Regions from separate parts of the Pan troglodytes genome. Here region 2 is linked to region 1. A link is a contact called in public Hi-C data. All regions are on one chromosome and are shown on one strand. The core of a region is the stretch at or near the end of the contact, and the rest is flanking DNA. Distances in the headings are between cores, read along the strand shown. Region 1 has its middle 490 kb from the start of LMO7. Region 2 has its middle 400 kb from the start of ACOD1.

Region 1 (5,234 bases), core at 1,339-3,838:
GCTGATTGCTGGTTTTCTCTACTTGGAAGCTAATTTTTAAGAGGCAGGGAGCATGGGTGAAATGTTCTCTGAGCTCTTCAATGTTGACAAAATAGGGGTGCCAGCACCTTGTTGATAGTTTTATCTCATATACATCTGAAAACCTCCATTTTCAGATAAGTGAACTACAAAGTAAAATAACTGCTTCTGTGCTGCATGAGGAGGCCACCTGATGCAAACGGAAAATTTCACAAAGAGAATGTAAGTCCAGGACAGGGGGCTTGTGCAGAGAAAGTGTTCAGTGAATGTTTGCTGAATAAATGAATAAATAATAAGGGAACGAGAGCTAACACTGCTGAATACACACGATGGCCATTCATATTTTATAACAGAATCCAGGACTGTAAATATCATTAACATCTGGCAGACTGTATTCTGATTAGGTTAATATGGTCTCAGCCACAGTGGTTTGAAGAAATAACTTGTTCTAAACATGTGGCCAACTGGGAATATGATTCTCAGTAAAAAGCTTGTCTGTGACTTTGGATCTCCTTTAAAATTTTCTTTAAAAATGATTCTATTTTATGTTTATTATTGTAAACATCTCTTATTTTTTTCACAAGCAGATGAGAAATATAATTAATTACATGATGTAAAGGCAGAATATGTAAAGAAACACTGCCTTCTGAGGTTGGCCCCAGAGGAGGATCCTGTGGTAGGGATGTGAGCTTCACACAAAGCTCTCGCCACCCCCTTGGGAGTTGTTTGCTATCCCCATTACAGGTTCCAGGGGTGCAGCTTGTTCTTTAACCTGCTGGTCCAAGTTTTATTCTTGTTTTACTGTAGTTTAACTGAGGTTGAGTGCTTTTCTATATTGATTCCAAAAAATCAGGAATAAAAAGGAAAACAATCATAGGAAATAAAAGAAATGTGGATAATCCAGAAGATTTGCATCTTGCTCTTCGCATAACATATTGGCAAACTTTTTCTATAAAGGGGCAGGTAGTACGTATTTCAGACTTGTGGACCATATTGTCTCTTTCGCAACTGCTCAACTTTGCAGTGGTAGTGTGAAAGCAGCCATAGACAATATGCAGATAAGAGGCTGAATTCCAGTAAAGCTTTAGAAAGACAGGCAGAGCCAAATTTGGCTTGCAGGCCAATAGTTTGCCCACCCCTGCTCTAGATTGCCAGACCTAATCTATTCCCTCAGGCAAAATATATTCATGACAAGTTCCTTCCCTTACTAACTCCATCATCTGAGCATGCCCCTTTGGACAGTTGCCTCTCTCAACCTCCAGACAGATGAGGGAGGTTAAGGATGATGATACCTTGAACTTTTTTTTTGGTCTGAGGTCCTACCCCTTCCCTCTCTTTGTAAAGTCCAAAATATTATAATATGGTCAGTTATAATGCAAGAATTACAGCATCATCATAAGATGCAAACTCGTCTAATTACTAACCAGAGACTCATTTCCTTATGAAATTTTTAGAAACATAATACAATTATTCTTCTTACTATTGGATCTGTTGTTTATTCACAGCAGAGAAGGCACACAGGGGCCTATGTTTGCTTTGTGTTTCTCAATGAATCCTGCATAATGCAGAAACAGTTTCCTGCTCAGTTCAAAGGCATGTATTGGTACAAAGTCCTGAAAGGAGCTCAATGAAGGATGGGAGAATGGAGTTATCTATATCACCTCCACATATATTCTACCTACATTCCCACATGAGCTGTTATTGGGACTTTTGTACAAAAAATTACCCCTAAAAAGATCTCTCCTTCAGCAGAATGAATCACAAAGCCCATTTTGTCTCTGCTATAATTCCAACTGAAGAGTCTGGGTCAATTTGGATGAGGTCCTTTTTATTCCTCCCTGTGCTTTTTTTGAAGTTCAGAGTGTAACTGGACCATGGTGATGCTCAGATAACTTGTAGGATAGTTCATGCAGCTGGTACATGTATGCTGATCTTATTCCAGACAGGCAATCATTAGGTTAGCTCATAAGATCATGATGCTCTTCATCAATGGCATGACCTAACAGTGCAGGCTTTGATCTGCACTCCTGACATTGTCTGTTGGATCTGTACATCATACATTATCTTTTAAATATGCATGTCTGATGTTCCCTATGTCCCATTGAGAAATCTCCTGCATTGTCATTTTTGGGGGCACTTCCTCGCTTTGCCACTATACAGTGCTCCAGGCTCATCTTTTATATTTACTGCCCCAATCCTAGAAGTGACCATTTCTACAAAGATCAATGGTTTCTTTCATTGGATAATGTGGCTGTATTTCAGAAGCTCTGGATGCAAGGTGTGACGAATATCATTTTTCAGTAAGATTACAAGAAGGTGGACTCTCTTTTAAGATCTTCTGTTGAGCAGTGTCTTTTCAACACCTTTCTTCAGGATCCTGGGGTGGTGGGAGGAAGGTGTGCATTCACAAATTTTAAGGAGTTTCTCAGGAGGCACCATCATTGTTGAGACAGGGCCCTTGCCAATGGAACATTTCTCACAGCTGCTTATGAATAAAAACAAAGGAAGGACTGTAAGCTTGGATTCTCTGCAAGCTGCTTCTACCACTGGCCTCAGCATTTAGCATGGTCACAGGTATGACAGTAGGTGGCGAGAGCTGCTTTACGAGACGACTTAGACTTGGAGTCTTTAAATTGAGGTGCTAAGTGAGCCTGCATTTTATATACCTAATACTTATTTTGAGCTTTCTGTAACCTGGAAAGGATAGAACTTATGATTGGATTCAACCTCCTGATTTGGTGGTTACTATGGTGATTAGGGTGGGGCCACAGGAATGAAAGGAATGATGAGTATAATATTATGAAGAAGACTTGGTGACTTATTACATACAGGATAAATGGGAAAAGGAAGAATAAAAAAAGAAGAGTTTTCTGGTTAAAAGTGGTTAGTGATACTGTAATAAAAATAGGGACATTGGGTATTGATGCAGGTGCCTACCAGAAGGTTGGAAATGTGCATCAGAAACTCAGAAAAGAAAATCTGGGTGAATGGATTCAGGAGCTATTTTCACAGACATCATGATGAATTATTTTCTTCCATGGGTCTGACACGTGCCTTGAAAATTGTAGTATGTGTGCTGTGAATACTAATATATGGATGCAGTTTTCTTCAAAAAGGGATAATGGGTTGAATATGAAGTTACCTCTAAAGAATCAAACTCAATTTATTCACTCATGTTCTTTTAGGATATATGAATGTTAAAATCAAGATCTAAATAGCAACAACAACAAAAAAGACTAGTTCGATAAACTGCCAGACTACAAAGTTACGAGCATGTGCTCTATGCTAATATGAGAATTGCTGTGATTATAGGAACTCTTAGTAAATTGCATGTTTTAAAAAATATAAATTTCTATTCGTTGAGAAATGTGAAAGTTATTTTAAGGTTATATTTGTATTACATTTATAAACTATTTTCCTTGAAAGATATAATTCTTATTTTAGGTTACATTTTCATTTTATTTAAGAGATAGCAGTAGTTAACACTTTATAACCGCAACCATCAGTGTTTCTGGTAAGAGGAATGAATTAAGGGCTGTAGTTACATCTATGCTGATTGTTCATGTAAGTTACACTCACTATGAACTGTGGAGAACCAGTAAAGTCTTTTCTGTATCATATGTTTGAAATGTTGGAGGGCAATTTTGATATAAGTACACAAAGGGAGATAACTGAAAAGTGAAGTTAGGAATTTTACTTCTTTAAATGACATTAACAATTAGGTCCTATGTTCATGGGAAGGAGGTTTCAAGATGACTTTTATTTTTCTGTAAGGCATCCCTGAACAGGACCAGGAATGTGGTTTAATTAAGTCTATTGAACCCACAATACAGAGAAACTAATTGATCTCTATTCTTTTTGTGCCCATAATCACGATCTCTGTCATGTCACTTTCTGCCTATTGATGATGGCACAGAGATGAGAAAAATATTTGACTGCTGCTTCCTTCTGCTGGACGTATGGTAGACATAGTCAAATGCTCATTGGGACTCTGATGGTCCCTGTTGTGGATTCAGAATTCTCTACACAGTGATCTAAATGACTGTAATTGAAATATACAGTATAACCTATATCTCTCTTGTGCAAGAAGAAACAGAAACCTGTAGGAATATTGACTATTTTTACTCTGTAGATTTGGAAACTTCCAGTTAGACCTATCAAAGACAGGAATGTTGAAGAAACCGGTGGGTTCTCAGTGCAAACATTTGCTGATTGCACTTTGATTCAATTACTGTAATTTATCTTTCTGCTATCGAGTATTCCTCTTTAAATATCAGCACGTTAGAATTGATAGTTTAATGGGTTTTTGAAAAAAATCTTGTTAATCAACTTTGTATCATTGCCATTTTTGGAAGAGTCCTATTCACATCAGCTTTTGTCATGCTGCCTTCTGGTGCAATGAGTTGGCCTTAAATACGACCATATCTTCAACCCAGGACAAAATCAGCCAGAATTTCTCAGTACATTAATTACAGTTTGCACATCAATAAAATAGTAAACTGTAAGAAAAGTAGGGAAGAAAACATAGTAACTTGGTGGTGCTCCCCACTGTATAGACTCAACACCCTTTCTTCCCCACTTCAAACCAAGGATGGACTCTGGCTTTGACTGGGACAGACCTGAGGCACAGTGCCAAAGGGATCTAGGAGATTCTGTCTTTCCAAATGTGAATCAGTGTAAATCTGTGGTCAGATAACCTGGGCTTCAGCTCTAGTCTTGGTCTTACCATTAACAAGCTTTTACATACCTCAATTCCATTATCTATAAAATAAAAGTTATATAAATTATTATCTAGAATAGGTAATTCTACTTCTGAGTTCCCCTTGCCTTTTTTTTTTTTTTTTAACTATTTTCTTTTGGATGGTCCCTAAGCTCTGAAGTGCAGAGAACTCCCCAGGCCTGAAACTGAGGGATGACATGAAGCCTTTCCCTGCCCTTCCTTCATATTCCATACAACATAACGGACATGTCATGTTTCTTTTTCCACCTTAAAGCCATGGGAAAGATAAATTTCAATAAATAGAGAAAAGACAAACATGAAAGAGCAAATTTCCAAAAACTGAGAAATGAACATGAACAAAACATTTATAGAAGAATAAGTATATGTGAGCATACATGTGGGATTGTGTCAAAGCTCACTAGCCATCAAGGTAATACCAATTTATCACCAATATCATTGATAAACACCAAAGTAACATGTATTTTTAAAAATGATA
Region 2 (4,622 bases), core at 2,058-4,557, 430 kb after region 1:
AAATATATTCATGTGGCAAAACATTTAGCATTTCCATTAGAATCCTTTGTTCTCTTTTGAACATGTAAAGAAGGAAACCCTATTTGTGTGCCACAGTCTTATTCCACACCTCAAACTTTCTTGCTACTCTGCCTTTGCATATTGACATAGCATTTGAAAGACAAAATGTGGGTCATAAGTTAAAATACAAGTTGAAATGCGATAAGGTCTTTTTCACTTACAAAATACTGCCTTGTCCCAGACCACCTCCTTTACCCACCTGTCCTAAAAATACAAGTCTCGTCTTTACTATTTTCCACTGAGTATATCCTAACCAAATCCTTGTGGCTCCCCATCTGCAAGTACTCATGACTTTAACTAGAGTTGAGTCTGTGTATTTAAAGGCAAAATTTAATTATATATTTATGGAGTATTTTTATCCAGGCCTCAAAATTATTTCTCTGGTGCACCAAATGTTTTTAAGGAAAATGCAATTAAAGTCTACCAAAACTTGGCTTTTGTATGTGCATAAGTTAACTGTGGTAGGCACCAGAGACACTAAAATTCTTTATTCAGCAAGGGACCAATCTGTATAGATAAAACACATTCTAGGCATGAAACCTGATTTCAATTGTTGGTTGAATCCACCCACTTTCCTTTGGCAACACATTACCTGGTACTTTTGGACTCCAGATTTTATAAACTTATGGCTAAAGATGAATTAACTCACATTATGTACTTTATTTAAGTTAGAATGTTGTTCTAATGTCAACTTTAACGTCTAAATAAGGTCAGCAAACTCGTGGCAGGATTTTCTTTATAATTTGTCTCTGCTTCATCCAATGCATCTCCTCCATGCTGTAAGCCACGGTAGATGCCCCATGTCTGTAACATCTTATAATAAATATACCTTTTATTTGCATCAGAATTCACACACTAATTGCAGAAAAGTTTCAGGTTCATTGCAATTGCTCTGGCCCGAAGGAGTCATCTTTGATGGTTTTCGGTTGTGTTTGCTGCTTCAATTTATGGCTCCCATGGCAATCAGTGCTGCTCTCCTCCTGCACATGCATTATCAAATATGCCTTTTGCAGCTGCTTGGGATGGTCTTAGGAGAGTAGAAGGAGGCGGGGGTGCCAATTCCTTTCAATGTTTGTAGACAAAGAAGAACTTCCTGGCTAAGTTCTATGTCAGGATGCATGCCTCTGATCTTTAAGGCAAATGAGACAAAAACCTAACCATAATTTAACAGAGAAGCATGGGTATTATCCCAGCCTGCACAGAAACCATGTTCAGACTAAATAACCCACTAATTGCTTATGCTCAGTATGGAGTCAACCCCACATAAACGATTTACAGAATCCACTATCAACTTTGCATTGGCAACAAAGCAACCTCTAAAACAACAACAACCAAAGCTGGCAACTGGCAAGTGCTGACTAGGGTGAGTTAGAACAATGTGGGAATGGTCACTTCTGGTACAGGCTGGATAAAAGGAGCAGGAACAGATGAGCAATTTAAACTTCCACATATTTCATCCAAGTTAGTAGCAAAACATGGCAGTCTCATTGGCCCCTGCAAAATCCCAACTCTATTTGTCAAAATCCTGGAAGTTCTGAAGTTTACCCAAAGAAAGTGAAGGAAGCTAGCAGCCTGTTAATTGGTTTGGGTTTTCAATTCACAAGGCAGCAGGTAATATTCACCCAACATCTTCCACTTTATATATCTTGAATGCATACTGGCTGCTCTTCTTATGAACTGCCACAGTGCCTAAGATTAAGCTTCTTGTTGCAGTTTACGACTATCAAGAAGAAACAGTAGAATCGTCTGGATGCTCTGCGCTCATGAAGGAAACTACTCATTATCCTTTTTTTTTTTTTTCTGAGATGGAGTCTTGCTCTAATGCTGGGCTGGAGTGCAATGGCAATGGGGCGATCTCGGCTCACTGCAACCTCTGCCTTCCAGGTTCCAGAAATTCTCCTGCCTCAGCCTCCTGAGTAGGTGGGGCTACAGGTGCCTGCCGCCACACTCAGCTAATTTTTGTATTTTTTTAGTAGAGACGGGATTTCACAATGTTGGCCAGGCTGTTTCTCAAACTCCTGACCTCAGGGGATCCGCCTGTCTCAGCCTCCCAAAGTGCTGGGATTACAGGCATGAGCCACCGTGCCCGGCCTCATTATCCATTTCTTTTTGCCTGCTAAGCCAACATGCCTCACTCGCTATGTCTAACTTAGCCTCTGTTTGTCCCCTCTAATCTAGGAGAAATTCTTCTTGCTAACCTATTATCTATATAATCTTTTAAAAAATATTTACTTTAATTATGGATATATAATGGTGATATATATTTATTACATAATATTAATCTGCCTTAGCATTAAATTAGATTATTAGATTACAAAGAAAACAGAAATCTGAAGAATATTACTATTAGTCCAATGCCATGTACCAAGTAAATCCTTAAAAAACACAACTGGACAATGAAAGGTAACCAAAGGTCTTTGTGATCCATGCCATACCAGACAGCACAGAGAACATGGAAGCTCTGAACTCAGGGGCATTTGACAATTTACTTCTGTTTAACTCATCTATTTTTTAGGAGAGAAAGAGAAATAACGGGCAGGTGGCACATAAAAAAAATAAACAGTTCTCAACAAAGAAGATAGCTAAAAAAAGATGACCACAATCCCAAGGAACACCAAAATGAGAATGCAATGAATCCAGAAGGAAATACAGATATTTCCAGTGGGATTGAAGCAACAACCTGTTGCCATTATGTTTCTCTTTGCCCTGAAAGTTCAAATATTTGTGTTTCTCTGAGACTGCTGATAGAAATGCAGCTGATGAGACTCCTTCATTTAAGGCAAAAACTGGCAGCCCATTGAAGGTGTCAAGAGTTCACACTGCTTCCACATGAACCTCAAAAATCAGAGTCACAAATTATTAGGGCTGGAAGACATTTGGAATCACTGAATAAAACTCCTTATATCACAGTCATTTATCCAGGGAAGGTAAGTAAAGACTTGTCCAGCTATTTGGCAAAAGAGACAAGTCTCACACAGATAGCCAGACCCTTAGGTCAGTCCTTTCACAGGCTGATGATGGTACATTCTTTTTAAAATCACTCACACATGTGACCATAAGACGACGATGACAACAACAACAACAACAACAAATAATGAAATAAAATCCAGGACACTAAGGGAAAACTGAAAAATGTGTATTCGGTGATGATCCAATTCCAACAGAACACATCCATACCTCCCTCTTGATGTGTGGATAGACTGATCTTAGGACCAGACATGCAACATTGTATCTGGTTTGAACAAACTTCTAGGCATTTGTCAGTGCTTCCCGCAAGAAACTGCCTTTGTCCTTCACAGCATGCTTCATCCTGCCTGCTGAACTCTTTTCCTATCTCCACATAACGTAGGGTGAGGACACATGTGTTCTGTTTTGTGTTTCTTCATAATATGTCATTTCTTCAGAAAACAAATTTGAGTATAAGAAAACACTTTAATCTCCTTAAATTAATGAATGTAGTTTGTAGAAGAACAAATTCATTTTTTTCTTTACCCAATTTGCATAGTAATGTCTGAGCACAAGCAGCAGCTCACAGATTTATACAAGGGCACTGAAAGAAAAAGAATAGGCTTTCCAACCATTATCTTCCAAAATCCTGCCCCCACACATTACCAAACAAAAATAGACCTAGTTTATCTAGAAACTTGAAAGCATGTACTATATCTGTCTACTTTATCCATCTCCATTACTACTATCACAGTCTAAGTGACATCATCTAAAATCATGATTTTTTCCTAATTGATCTTCTTGCTTTTACTTTTATTCCTTACCATCTGTTCATCATTGAACAGTTATATTCCTTTCTTTTAAACATAAATTGAACCTGTTTTTCCTGGATAAATCCCTCCAAAGTCTTTCCAACACGCTCAGAATAAAATTCAAATTCATTAACTTAGCTGGGAAAGGAGCTTGCAGTGCTCCAAAAAGAGTTAGTGGAACTGAATATCACAAAAACTCCTTTATTCTTGGAGTCTATCTTGGATCAAATGAAGCTTCTGAGCCCAGAAAACAAACCCTATTTTGTACGTAATATTCCATAGAACATTAAACATTTCTGCGCTTACATCCCCTTTGCTGTCCCAGGCTTTATCCAGCTACTGTTTGACCACTCTAGATTCAATCTGCTCAAAGATACACATATAAAGATCTTTTCTTTTTCTTTTTTTTTTTTTTTTGAGACAGAGTCTTGCTCTTTCACCCAGACTGGAGTGCAGTTGGTGCGATTTCAGCTTACTACAACCTCCCCCTCCCAGGTTCAAGCAATTCTCCAGCCTCAGCCTCCCAAGTAACTGGGATTACAGGCATGCACCATCACACCCAGCTAATTTTTTGTATTTTCAGTGGAGACGGGTTTTCACCATGTTAGCCAGGCTGGTCTCAAACTCCTGACCTCAAGTGATCCGCCTGCCTCGGCCTCCTCCTGAAGTGCTGGGATTACAGGTGTGAGCCACTGCCCCTGTCCTATTTTCTTACTCTTCATCTTGGAAGACGAAAAGAAACAGTTACATACTCCTGAGTCCAGCATAATAAGAGGATGGTAATATACAAGGGACTCTACCTCA

Evidence for each region. Hi-C and Micro-C count contacts between places; a contact is called where the count stands out from the background.
Region 2: a Hi-C map of induced pluripotent stem cells shows a contact between it and region 1, with 2.8 times the contacts expected there. The contact joins two enhancer-like sites. A contact is called at or near these places in 2 of 7 Hi-C or Micro-C datasets (both in induced pluripotent stem cells).

Annotation. Positions count from the first base shown.
Region 1 is chr14:81,724,708-81,729,941 of NHGRI_mPanTro3-v2.0_pri, forward strand. No RefSeq gene overlaps it. Among named protein-coding and RNA genes, the nearest start is that of LMO7, 490 kb to the left of the region's middle. Within about 2 kb of position 2,589, at least 3 of the 24 cell types and tissues checked have an H3K27ac peak or open chromatin away from gene starts, as enhancers often do. A contact at or near this core is called in induced pluripotent stem cells, where this site is marked.
Region 2 is chr14:82,158,349-82,162,970 of NHGRI_mPanTro3-v2.0_pri, forward strand. No RefSeq gene overlaps it. Among named protein-coding and RNA genes, the nearest start is that of ACOD1, 400 kb to the right of the region's middle. Within about 2 kb of position 3,308, at least 2 of the 24 cell types and tissues checked have an H3K27ac peak or open chromatin away from gene starts, as enhancers often do. A contact at or near this core is called in induced pluripotent stem cells, where this site is marked.